Linked DNA regions of Sus scrofa: region 1 is linked to region 2. A link is a contact called in public HiChIP or PLAC-seq data. All regions are on one chromosome and are shown on one strand. Each heading gives the region's core, a stretch centred on a gene start, on an enhancer-like site or on the middle of the called end of the contact. The rest is flanking DNA. Distances are from core to core; before and after follow the strand shown.

Region 1 (5,203 bases), core at 2,350-4,849, 65 kb after region 2:
CCAGCTGTAACATGGGGATAACACTTCCTTATACGGTTGTGGTGGTGAAGTCACTGAGCACGGAGTTGGCACATAGTAACCACAGTAGGCAGTGAAGAGTAGGAATGTAGGTGCAGTAGGTATACTTGCAATAAACCACAGAGATTCAAGGAGCAAACTACGCATAGGGTCCTTACAAATCTCCAAGCATATAAGGATCCTAAAAAACGGTCAAAAGTGGTCACAGCCTACGGAGGTGGTAGTAACAGTTAATGAATGAATTCAATGACTACTACAGATAAAAAAAAATCCCTTCCTCATTAAACTCACTAGTAAAGAAGTAAAAGGTAATGCAAATCTCGGTTGCCATTATAATAATGGAGACGCTGGTGAAACCACGGTGAACTAGGAATATCCGGGAATTCCTGGTAGAAGTGTGTTTATTATTTTGGAAGAGAATTTGGTAAATATTATCAAGAGCCGTAACATTCTACATTTTGATCTCCTGATTCTGTTCTTGGCAATGAACTAACTCAAGTTAGGAGGAAGCTATACTTATAACAAGGCATGTAGCTAAGATTATAAGAATAAAAAAATCTAATAATACAGCAGTAGTCACTTTGTCATAGAATAGTAGCTCTATGAGATATTATATGGTGATTAAAAATAGCAGAGGGTATACAAAATGGAGTACATATAAAATGATGTCCAGTAGGATACAATGTATTGAAGTAACTAGAAGTATTGAAAAAAATCATATATAAATATATATGGATACAGATGAAAGGATGCTGTGAAGAAATGCAATTCATTTATATTGGTAGAGGGTTTTGGATATAATTATATGTGTATTATTTTATTAATAAATATGGTAAAATAACTCTATTATGAAGCAATAACTCCTCGTGATTCATTTTATGGAGTGACCAATATTAGGTATAAAATCCAATTCAGGGACTCCCAGTAAAGGCACAAACAAGCTCTGAGGGGCATTTCCTGGCTCAGTTGAGAAATACCGTTGACAACACACCTGAAAACGTCTCTCTAAAGAAAACTTTACTTCTTAAGGTTGGAGTTTGGTTCCCTGACGCTCTTTCATATTATTATAAGCACTCTGACATTTAATTTGGGAAATCATTCTCTATTAGATGTGAAAACAGCTTCAAAAGTCACTTACGAAAGTAGCAGATAACTAAAAGAATATTATACATGATGGCACCAACCAAACAGAAATGTTTGGTCATTCACCGGTTCTGTAGTTTTTGAGGAACCCTCCGAGTTTTATAAATGACAAAAACACTTTGTCAAAGCCTCAGATCAGGCCCTACGTGTGCATGTGAAGAGGAGCTATTTCTGTCTCTGGGCTCCAGTTACACAGCCCGAGCTGGGCGCTTTGTTCTCAGAACTCACGCTGTCATCAAAAGGGACTCCGTACAAATAGAGCAGTGGGCCCGCAGTGGCTGAGCCGTAACCACAGCTGCAAACCCTCCGTCATGTGAACTCGCCGGGCTTTTTCTGGGTCTGGAATGCCTGCTGGCCACGCCTTCCCTGCCTGGCCTCAGCCTGCACCCCCGTCCATTCTTACATCCACTCCGCTCCCCCACGTGGCCCAGGCCGCCTCCCTCCCTCTGGCCTCCGGAGCAGCTGTTTTCACGCCGCCTGTGGTCGTCGTCGTAGGGCCGGTCCTGTGGGTCCCCTCCCAGCAGGATCCGTGCCTGTCCAGGGGAGAACCGTGGGTGTCTACCTCGTGGTGACATGGTGTCTGGCCCGTGGGCCCTGGAGGAACCTTAGTGTGTGGTCTTTGGAGGGACTAGAAGGGTCCATGAGGTCCCTGAAATCGTGGGCAGCTTGTGTGCACAGGCAGATGGCGAGGTTGAGGCCTCCCAGCAGGGGTTTCTCGATTCCTTTGTCCCTTTAAGCCCCCTGGGGGTTGAGCCGGTCCCGGAGGCCTCTTTCCCCTCCATGGCCAGTGACTGGTTTAGGCGCTGGCCAGCGACTCTCAGACCCATGGGGCCGAGGGCAAGATGGTGGGAAACTGGGGGACAGGGCGTTTTCACGGGTGGGGGAGGCCAGAGGCGGCCGGCCCTCTTCATCCAGTCCCGGGCCCTTTGGGGACCACAGGCCACTGATAGGACAGAAGCAGAGTGGGAAGTGCATGTGTTTGGGGGGGCACTGGAGCCTCAGGTGTGACCGAGCATGGCCTCCACCAGCCCTGACTGGTTCACTCGGCGTGTCATGTGATACCGCACACACACTGTTTCTGGAGGAGTTTTCATTGCATTTCCTCTATTTTTGTAGCCGATGCATCTGACAGGAAGTCGTAGTTTTCATTAGCTGAAGAAAAGGATCTGCCTCCCCTCCCCTGCCAGGGTTCAGGATCTCTCTAGAAGGCGCTCAGAGGATGTAGACTGACTCACTGACTGACAGACTGACACGGCTCCGTGTAACCCAGGTACCGTGGACATTCGCGGCGGCCTGTTTGGAGGAGGCTGCTGACTGGAGTGTGTGGATCCCACGGTCCAGCCCAGCGCTCTGCACGGCCAGACCGTGGGAGAGAGAGTTCGAGAAACTGAGTACTGAGCAAGCAGGGGTCCAGGCCACGGCGCTGAGCGTGCCTGCGAGAGGACCCAGCCAGCTGGTGGGTGGGCACCAGAGGGTCCCTCTCACCAGGAGCCTGCCGGGCAAGCAGGCTTCAGCTTACAGGCAACCCTGGCTGGTCAGTCGTGTTCAGAAGGATTCTGAAGTTGTGTCTAAATTAGGCCTGGATTATCCCTTTGTCTCCCAAGGACACAAATGAGGCAGCCCATTCAGGCAGTTATTTGTCCTCCTTGTCTGGGGCCTGGTTCTTGGCTTTCTGGGAGCAGGAAAGTCAGGGCGTCCTCCCAGAGCAGAGACGGTCAAGAGAGGGTCCATGTAGCTCTTGAAAAAGATCTCATCCCTTTGACACATTTTGTTCAAAAACAGTCTGACTCTGAGGCCCAGGGTCGTGCAGGTGGAGGCGCTGTTTCCGGCTGTCTCAGGTTTATGAAGCTCCATCTACCCCTGGAGCAGCCTCTTCCTCCGCCAGCGGCGGTGGCCAAACTCTGATGCGTCCCCTCTTTTCAGAGGGACCCACGGTCGTGCTGTCCTGGCTCAGACTGGGGCGGGTAGGGGGGAGCCTGGCTTTCAGTCCAGCGGCTGCTTCTCTGACTGCGGCCTGTGGTGAGGCTGCAGGGCCCTGGGGCCCCGAGGTAGACCCGAGGACACCTGCTCTAATGTCACAATGCTGCTTCTGGTCGGGCTGCAGCTTTCCTCAGTGCCCGCTGGGCAGTGCCCCCTGCTCACCTGGGCTCTGTGGGAAGTGCAGGGGGTGTGAGCTTAGCCACCTCCAAGGGGAAGGGCGCAGGGTGCAGGGCAGAGGGGCTGGGGGCTTCAGCAAGGTCGGGGGAAGGCTCTGCCTGACCACCTGTAAAAGGACGGGACAGTCACTCCCTGAGGGGAGCAGCCCAGACAAGGACTGGGACAGGGACGGGACTCGGAGCGACACAGTTAGCTCAGAATGTGCTCTACTCTGAGGGCTGGCACGGGGGAGGGAGGGGAGGGCCTGTGCTGGCTTCGGTGGGCAGCGGAGGAGGCGGGGAGCCCAGGTGGGGGCCCTGGCTGGAGGGCCTGGTCCCTGCAGAGGGTGGTACCACGGGCACTGGGGAGGGGCCCTTGCCTCCCCCTCCTTTGCCTCTTCTCCCCGCCCCTTTCCTCTCTCGCTGGGGTCTCCCCTCCACGTGCCTCCCTCCCCTGCCGCTTCCCAGGCAGGTGACAGGGCCGCTGCCTTCACCCGCCCCCTGGAGGGACGCACAGAGGAGCTGGGAAGGGGGCCGCCTGCCGGACCAGCTTGAAGAGAAGCAGATGCAGCGCCTGGCTCGGGGGAGGTGGCCGAAGGACATGACCTTCCTCCCGGCCTTTCTTTTGGGAAAGGAAGTCTTCGGACGTTTGTAGCAACTGAATCAATCTTGTCACTTTGATAAGCAGGGTCCCGGTGCGGAGAAAGCTCCACACTTCCTCCGATTGTTCCAGTTTATTGAATTTCAGCGTGTGGGACATGATAGGCCCGTTCCTGGGGAGCGCGGGAGGAAGCGGGGGCGGCCGGGGCTTCCGCGGGGCGCCCGGGGAGCAGCGCGGCCCGGGTTATTCTTGGAAGTTATTTTGATCTCCTGGCCCCGACGGCTCAGGTTTCTGGCCGGGCCTCTGGGCCACGTAACGGGAGGATGAGGCGCTTCATTATAAGAATAGCCTCGGCGGCTCTTTGAGGGCACCGGGACCACGCTGGCTCAGCGGCGGGCCTCGGGGAGCAGTGAGGGCCGCTGCCGGAGGCTCCCGGGAGCGCAGCCTCTTCCCCGCGCTGCTGGGGAGCAGAGGTGACTCAAGAGGAGCCTGACTCATGAGCTCCCCGGACAGGAAGGCCGGGCAGGCAGTGTAACGAAGAAAGTTCTGGTCCAAGCTGTTTATAAAATGGAACCTCTTGCCCTTGAAATAGAAGCTCCTGAACCGGTGAGGGCGGGCGCCCCCCACCCGGGCCCCAGGCTTTGCTATTTTAACTTCTGCGTTTAAGTCCTTTCTTCTTATTATAGATGTTGCATCACCTCCCTTTGGCTGCAGCACTGAAGTACCACGACCGGGGTGCTTAAACAACACAATTTGCTTTCTCGGGGTGCTGCGCGCAGAAGTTGGAGACACGGTGCGGGCTGCGCTGCTTCCCGCTGAGGCCGCGCTCTCCCAGTCCCCCCCTGGCTTGTGAGATGACGGCTTCAATCTCCGCCTTCATCGGAGCTGGCATGCTCCGCGTGTGTTCACATTTCCCCTTTTTATGAGGACAGCAGGGATACCGGCTCAGGGCCAGGCTACTCCAGGATGACTCATCTTAACTGATTACATGGGCAAGGACCCTATTTCCCAATAAAGTCACAGTGAATTTTGGGGGGGAACACAATTCAACCCACAATAGATGGAGTGGTACATATGCATGGTGCAAATCTAGAAAATAGAAGCAAGCACAAAAGAAGAAGAAACCCTTTTATCACTGAGTGATCCTGGCTGTGAATATCTTAGAGGCCCGAAAAAAAAAATCTTAAAATTAGACAAAATGAGTGTATTGTTTCATATCTTTATTCAATGATCTCTACCTTTCTACTTCACTAAATTTCTTCTCATCAATAGTCTATGTTCAAAATGTGTGTTATTTACCGTAATT
Region 2 (5,712 bases), core at 1,945-4,444:
AAAATTAAAATGCTGTCTAAAGTCAAGTTTTAATCAAAAAAAACAAAGTAGCACACAGACCTCCTAAATGTAAACCAGAGAAATAAAAACTCTCAAACTGACCAGCAAATTCTTTAAAAGCTTACTTTCTAAGAAATTTTGAAATAGAATTGATACTCACTCAAAACTTCCATTTATCAGAAGATAAATCTACTGTAACCAAGTACAGTATCTTAACTTGATGAAACTAATCACTAAGCAACATTTATAGTTTTATAAATATTTAAAAAGAATTTTTCTGCCAATCCTATGGACAAAGGAAACTGTAATTCTTAACCACAAACAGAAGTCATGATTAATTTGTTTTGGACAACGACAGGCCACAAAGGGGTAAAGCATAACCTGTCAAATTTCAAAAGTAAATCACCCAGAATAGAAAAAATGCGATGCACTTCAGAAACCAATATTCTTCTCAAGTCAAATTGTTTATAATAAAGCTAACAATTATAGGAAGCAGCTTATTCCACACTAAGGAATAGCCCTTTTTCCTGCATGTTTGTACGGGTCTGATAAAAAAAAAAAAAAATCAAACTTCCTAGGCATTATGCTGTCCCTTTTTAAAACATCCTTGCTACCATACAGAAGCAATCTTTACCCTTAAGAGCTGAAAAGACTAAATGATAGACTAAGGCAAGAGATGGATTAAGCCCCACTAAAAGGGGAAAAAATGTGGTGTCCAACATTTAAAACTCAAATGGTTACTATTTCCAACCAGAGAGAAATGGAACAAACCTTCATTAGAAATAACAATATAATTGGAATTATAGATTTAGAAGATTAGAAATCAAGCCAAAGGTTAGAAACTTTTTAACACAGAACTCCAAATTATCATTTAGAGATTTTAGACGAACTTGGAAGTACAAACGAGAAGGCTTTTAGAAGTAATCAGACAAACTCAAATTATTTACTTCAAATAGTACAAATGAAGTGAAAATATTTCTAAACTTTTTTTATAATCTCCTATGCTGTTTGATTAAATTCAACATATTAATTTAAAGAATGCAATTTAACTCTAACGTAGTCAATTTTCATTTACTATAAAGGATTCCTTCTACACAACTGGGCTTAAGGAAAAAAAAAAATCTTAAAAATTTTTACTACTAGTAAAACTTAACCTTCATCAAAATATGCCCAGAAAAAAATAGCGTATTACTTCAGCAATGTGATAAAATTTTTCCAACAGTTTTAAAGAAAGTGTTTTCAATGTTTTCAAATACATATATGGACACAAAATGACAAAGGAAATGATCTATGATTTAAGTTGCAATATAGGTCAGGTTATTAAGTTATGGTCCACATTTTGCTCCAAACATTTCTCATGTTTAAAAAAAAAATAACTGGCGCCCCTTAGCGCCCACATTTGGAAATACTCAATTTAAGAGTTCCAGCTTTTTTTTTTTTTTTTTTTTTTTTTTTTGACATTCCAGAAAGTTTTCTGCCTCCACAATCTTTCAAATGCCAACACAAATAGGAAAAGCAGAATCCCTTAAAGGGGCAGCTCAAGTTTTCTCCGGAACAATTTGATATTAACAAATTTGCTGTTTCAACTAGGAAAAAGCTCATTTCAAGATGGGCCACAGCTGTATACTTAACACACGTAAGCAAAAAAATGTGTTCGCAGTACGAGTTTGGTTCGTACAAAAAAGTACAAAATCTAACAGTTCTGTACTTTTAAGTTGTTTCTGTGACTTTCAAAACAAGAAAAGCTCCAGGGATTCTTCTTTAACCACCTTTTATCACGGAGACATTTCCGGTCTTTTGTTCTTTCGCGACATCCCAACTCTCTAATGTTCAGATTCCTTTTTCTCCAGCTCTATATGGTTAAAATTCCTCAAAATTCTTGTGAAAAATCTGGAATCCATTGTTCATTGTATAAAATATACTTTTCCGTTTTCGTTTAACAGTCCTCCGGGGATGCTTCTACACAGAAAAGAGAAACTCCTTGCTACTCGACTTTCAAAACAGACATTTTTGTTGGTCATATTTTTCCCTCGGCGTCCACAGACGTGCACAGCGACCAGAAATTAACACTCCGGGTCACTGCTACAAGACCTTGTTAAAGTAATTCCAGAGTGGGTCAAAATTAATCTTCTCGACATTCGTCGCTCCTCACAGCTCTCCACCAACACAGCGTTTTGGCAAACTTTTACTCGTTTTTATCGTCGCCCTTTCAAACGTCTTGATTTCCTGTCTTGCAAACTAAGGCAACGGCGTCCTCGGGAGAAGCTCTCCGCCGAAGTTCTTTGAAACTCGGGATTACGTTTACACTTGTCCTCGCGGTATTTCGCGTTCACACCCCCCCCCGAAGTGAAGTTAAACTCCCCAACAGTTCTCGCTTCCCCAAACAAAAGGACAAAAAGTGCTTTCCGCTGTCATTCGGTCCTCGCCCCGGGCTGAAGCGGCGTTACTCTCGGTCGGCTGTGGAACCCCTCTCAATTAGCGAGCCCACGCTACTCCCCTCGAGTACTCACAAGCCACGCAAACTTCGAAAAACCCAAAGCCCCACGGCATCTCCCAGTGGGGGAAGCGCCGGCGACCCGCGGGAAGGCCCCTCGGGAGCGGCCCCGAGCCGGTGTCCTTCAGGCGCCCGCGGGGCGCGGGGCGGGCAGGCCGGGCCGCTCCCCCGGAGGCCCGCGAGGCTGCGGGCCGTCGCGGTGCTCGCAGGCGCGGCCGGGAGCCGGGGCGCAGCAGGGCCGGCCTGCAGGCTCCCCCAGCGCTCCGACGCCGGCGCCCAGGCCGGCCCGGGCGGGGCGCGGGGGCCGGGACCCGGGGCCCAGGGGCCGGGGGGGGGGGGCGTCCCGCCCGCAGGTCCCGCCCGCGCCCCGGCCCCGGCGCGCCCCGCGAGCCCGGCCTCGGCGCCGCCTCCGTGCGCCCCGCCCGGGCCTCTCCGTCCCCGGGCGCACGGTCCCCGCCGGCCGCGACCTTCCCGCCCTCCCCACTCCGGCGGGCGTCGGGTCCCGGGAAGAGGGGCCGCCGCCCGGGCGCGGGCCCGAGGGGCCGGCGAGGCGACTCACCTTCGTCCAGCAGCCGCTCGAGGTGGTTGAAGATCCCGCAGAAGTTGGGCAGGCTGCTCATGAGCTTCTTGTCGTTCATCAGCTGCATCAGGTAATCTGGGGTGGGCTTCGGCTTCTCCTTCGTTTCCATTTCCCCGACCATATTCCAGGCTCCGCAGCTCACTCCGCCCGCCGCCGCCGCCGGAGAGGAGGGAGGGGCGGGGAGCCCCGGCCGCCGGCCGCTCGGGACTCGGCGTCCCGCTCCGCTCCGCTCCCGCGCCGGGCGCCGGGGCGGCCGGACCGCGCGCTCGCCGCGCTCTCCCCGCCCCCGCAGGCACTTTCCGCCCGCGGCCCGACGCGCTCCCGGCCCGCCGCCGCTCCTCGGCCGCCGGCTCGGCGCGTCCCTCACGAGGCCGGCGGGCGGGAGGCGGGTCTCCGCGGGCCGAGTGCGGGCGCGGGCCGCTCGGCGCCGGACGAGGAGGAGCCGGGCCGCCGCCGCTCGCTCGGCTGGTCGCGCCCGCTCAGCCGCCGCCGCCGCCTCTGCCGCGGGCTCGGGGTCTCTCTGGGCTGGTCCCCGCCGCGGCCGCCTCTGCCGCTGCCGCCGCGCTCTGACTCCGCTCCTCCTCTTCCTCCTCCTCCTCGCCTCCTCCTCCTCCTCACTCACTTGGCGGCGGAGTTCGCCTCAGTTCAGGCGGCGCTGCCAGCGGCGGCGGCGGCGGCGGCGCGGGGGGAGGGGCGGCGGCGCGGGGAGGGCCGGGGGCGGGCGGCGGGCGGGGCCGCGCAGGGCGGCCGTTAGCGGGGCCCGGCCGGCGCGCTCCTCCTCCCGCCGCCGCCGCCCCCCGCAGCCCCCGGCCCAGGCGCCGCCGCCGCCGAGCCGTCGCCCTCCGGCGGGGTGGGCGGCCTGAAGGGCCGGCGGCGGGCAGCGTGACGGAGGCGGCGCGGGGCGAGCCGGCCTGGGCGCCGGGGTGGGCGCCCCGGGCGAGCAGGAGCGGAGGGAGGGGCCGCTGCGGGGCCGACGGACGGGGGAGGGCGCCGGGTGGCTGTGCTTTCGACTGGGGCGGGGGCGCGGGCCGCGTCGCCTCGCGCTCCCCGCTGCCGGCCGGCTCGTCTGGCGGGCGCGGTCGGGCTGTGGCGTTTGGTGAGAGGGATTTCCAGCGGGACGGGCTACGGCGCGCCAGGGCTGCGCTCGCCGCCGCACGGCCCCATCCTCTCCCCCGTTATTATGGTTCTTTAAAAGCCTCCCAACCACCCTCCCCGCCACCCCGAAAAAAAATTTTTTTTAACGTCCTGTTGCTTCACGGGGGACTTTCGGGGTGGGCGTCACGTGGCCCGACACGTAGCCGTAAGGTCCGAGAGCGCGTGCGTGCGTCGAGGCCGGCGGCCACGCCCCTTCCGAGGGTCGCCCCGCCCCCGCTGGGGCCCCGCGAGCGAAGGGGGAGGTGCGGGGCCTGCCGCGCGCCTGCGTGGGGCGGGCGGGGGAGGGGGCGCGCCGGCGGGAAGGGGGAGAGCGAGGATGGGGCCGATCCCCGAGTGTTGGTGCGGAGAGCCCTGTGCGCAGCGGCCGGGCCGTCGGACCCTTGGTGGTGGTGGGGAAGTAGAGGGGTCTTCGCTCCCTGCCCCACGCTGTAACGATTGTGTTGCCCCGAGTCCTCCTGCGCAGGACGTGTTCACGATGGGCTCGGACTGTGGTTGTGTGGTTGGTGGGACCGCACGACGACCCTCATGTCCCCCCGGTCTCCTCCGGCCTCTGGAGCCACACGGCGGGATGGAGCCTGAGGAGCGGCGGGTCCCGCTTGGGCTCCTCTTGCAGCCCCGACGACGTCGCCGTCGCGGTGGCCGCGGGGGTGGGAGCGGCGGTCGCGCTCTGGGGTTGGGGTCCGCTCTGTTGCGACATCCCGCTCTTCTGAGAGCAGCTGCAGTGAGGAGGGCGCACCGGCTGGACCGAGTCGGGAGCAGAACGTGAACGCTGTTTGCGATGTGATGGCATCAGCGCTTCGTGATGGCATCAGTATCCAGTAATAAAAGGCAGCCGCAATAAAGAAGCGAAATAAGGAGCGTGTACCTAGTTGGAGAAGCGAAATAAGGAGCGTGTACCTAGTGGGAAAAGCGAAAGTCAACACTCATATTTGCAAAGTTGAAAAAGAAATCATACGTTGAGCAAGAGTCTTTTCATGCATCAAAATAGATTTCAAATATTGTTTGGGCAAGAATTTTCTGAACCTCAACAATGCAATTACGGTTCAGAAAACTGCTGAATTTTGTCAGCCACCAAATCTGCATCTGCATTTTATTCCAAGCCCTTTATAACACGTTCAACTAATAATAGAGACAAAATTATTTAATATCAAACTGACCATTCCATGAGTGGCACATAGCTGAAATAGCTATCTCATGTCTACAGTGTTTTACCTGTAAGAACTTAAGTTGGCTTTTTGGGGTTTTTGGTAGTTTTGCTTCAGATTCTGAGGAACACTGTTTGAGTTGTATTGAAACTACTAAATGAATTTCAAATATTCTTGAGTGGCAAGTAGCTTCTGGCCTGTTCGTTTAAAAACCATAGAGTACTTTTAAAATTAAGCTACTTTAATAAAGGAAATAGAATTGCTTTGCTAGACAAAGTTAAAAACATTTAATTCTCAAATAGTTTAAGTTCACTAACATCCATCACTTAGTAAAATTG

The links. HiChIP or PLAC-seq counts read pairs in DNA pulled down with a chosen protein or histone mark.
Region 1: an H3K27ac HiChIP or PLAC-seq map of skeletal muscle shows a contact between it and region 2. The contact joins the enhancer-like site here to the promoter of QKI in region 2. A contact is called at or near these places in 1 of 5 promoter capture datasets (liver), 14 of 47 Hi-C or Micro-C datasets (alveolar macrophages, brain, fetal heart ventricle and 7 more) and 2 of 2 datasets of contacts at active chromatin or transcription factors (alveolar macrophages and skeletal muscle).

Annotation. Positions count from the first base shown.
Region 1 is chr1:4,945,107-4,950,309 of Sscrofa11.1, forward strand. It overlaps LOC110259878 (a long non-coding RNA gene), which reads left to right. Exons shown (of 2, transcript XR_002342280.1): 1 at 1-2,431; 2 at 4,584-5,168. Among named protein-coding and RNA genes, the nearest start is that of QKI, 64 kb to the left of the region's middle. Within about 2 kb of position 3,600, at least 27 of the 83 cell types and tissues checked have an H3K27ac peak or open chromatin away from gene starts, as enhancers often do. A contact at or near this core is called in alveolar macrophages, fetal skeletal muscle, liver and 3 more, where this site is marked.
Region 2 is chr1:4,880,047-4,885,758 of Sscrofa11.1, forward strand. It overlaps QKI (QKI, KH domain containing RNA binding), which reads right to left and starts at 3,195. Exons shown (of 8, transcript NM_001007195.1): 1 at 3,054-3,195. The coding sequence starts at 3,195.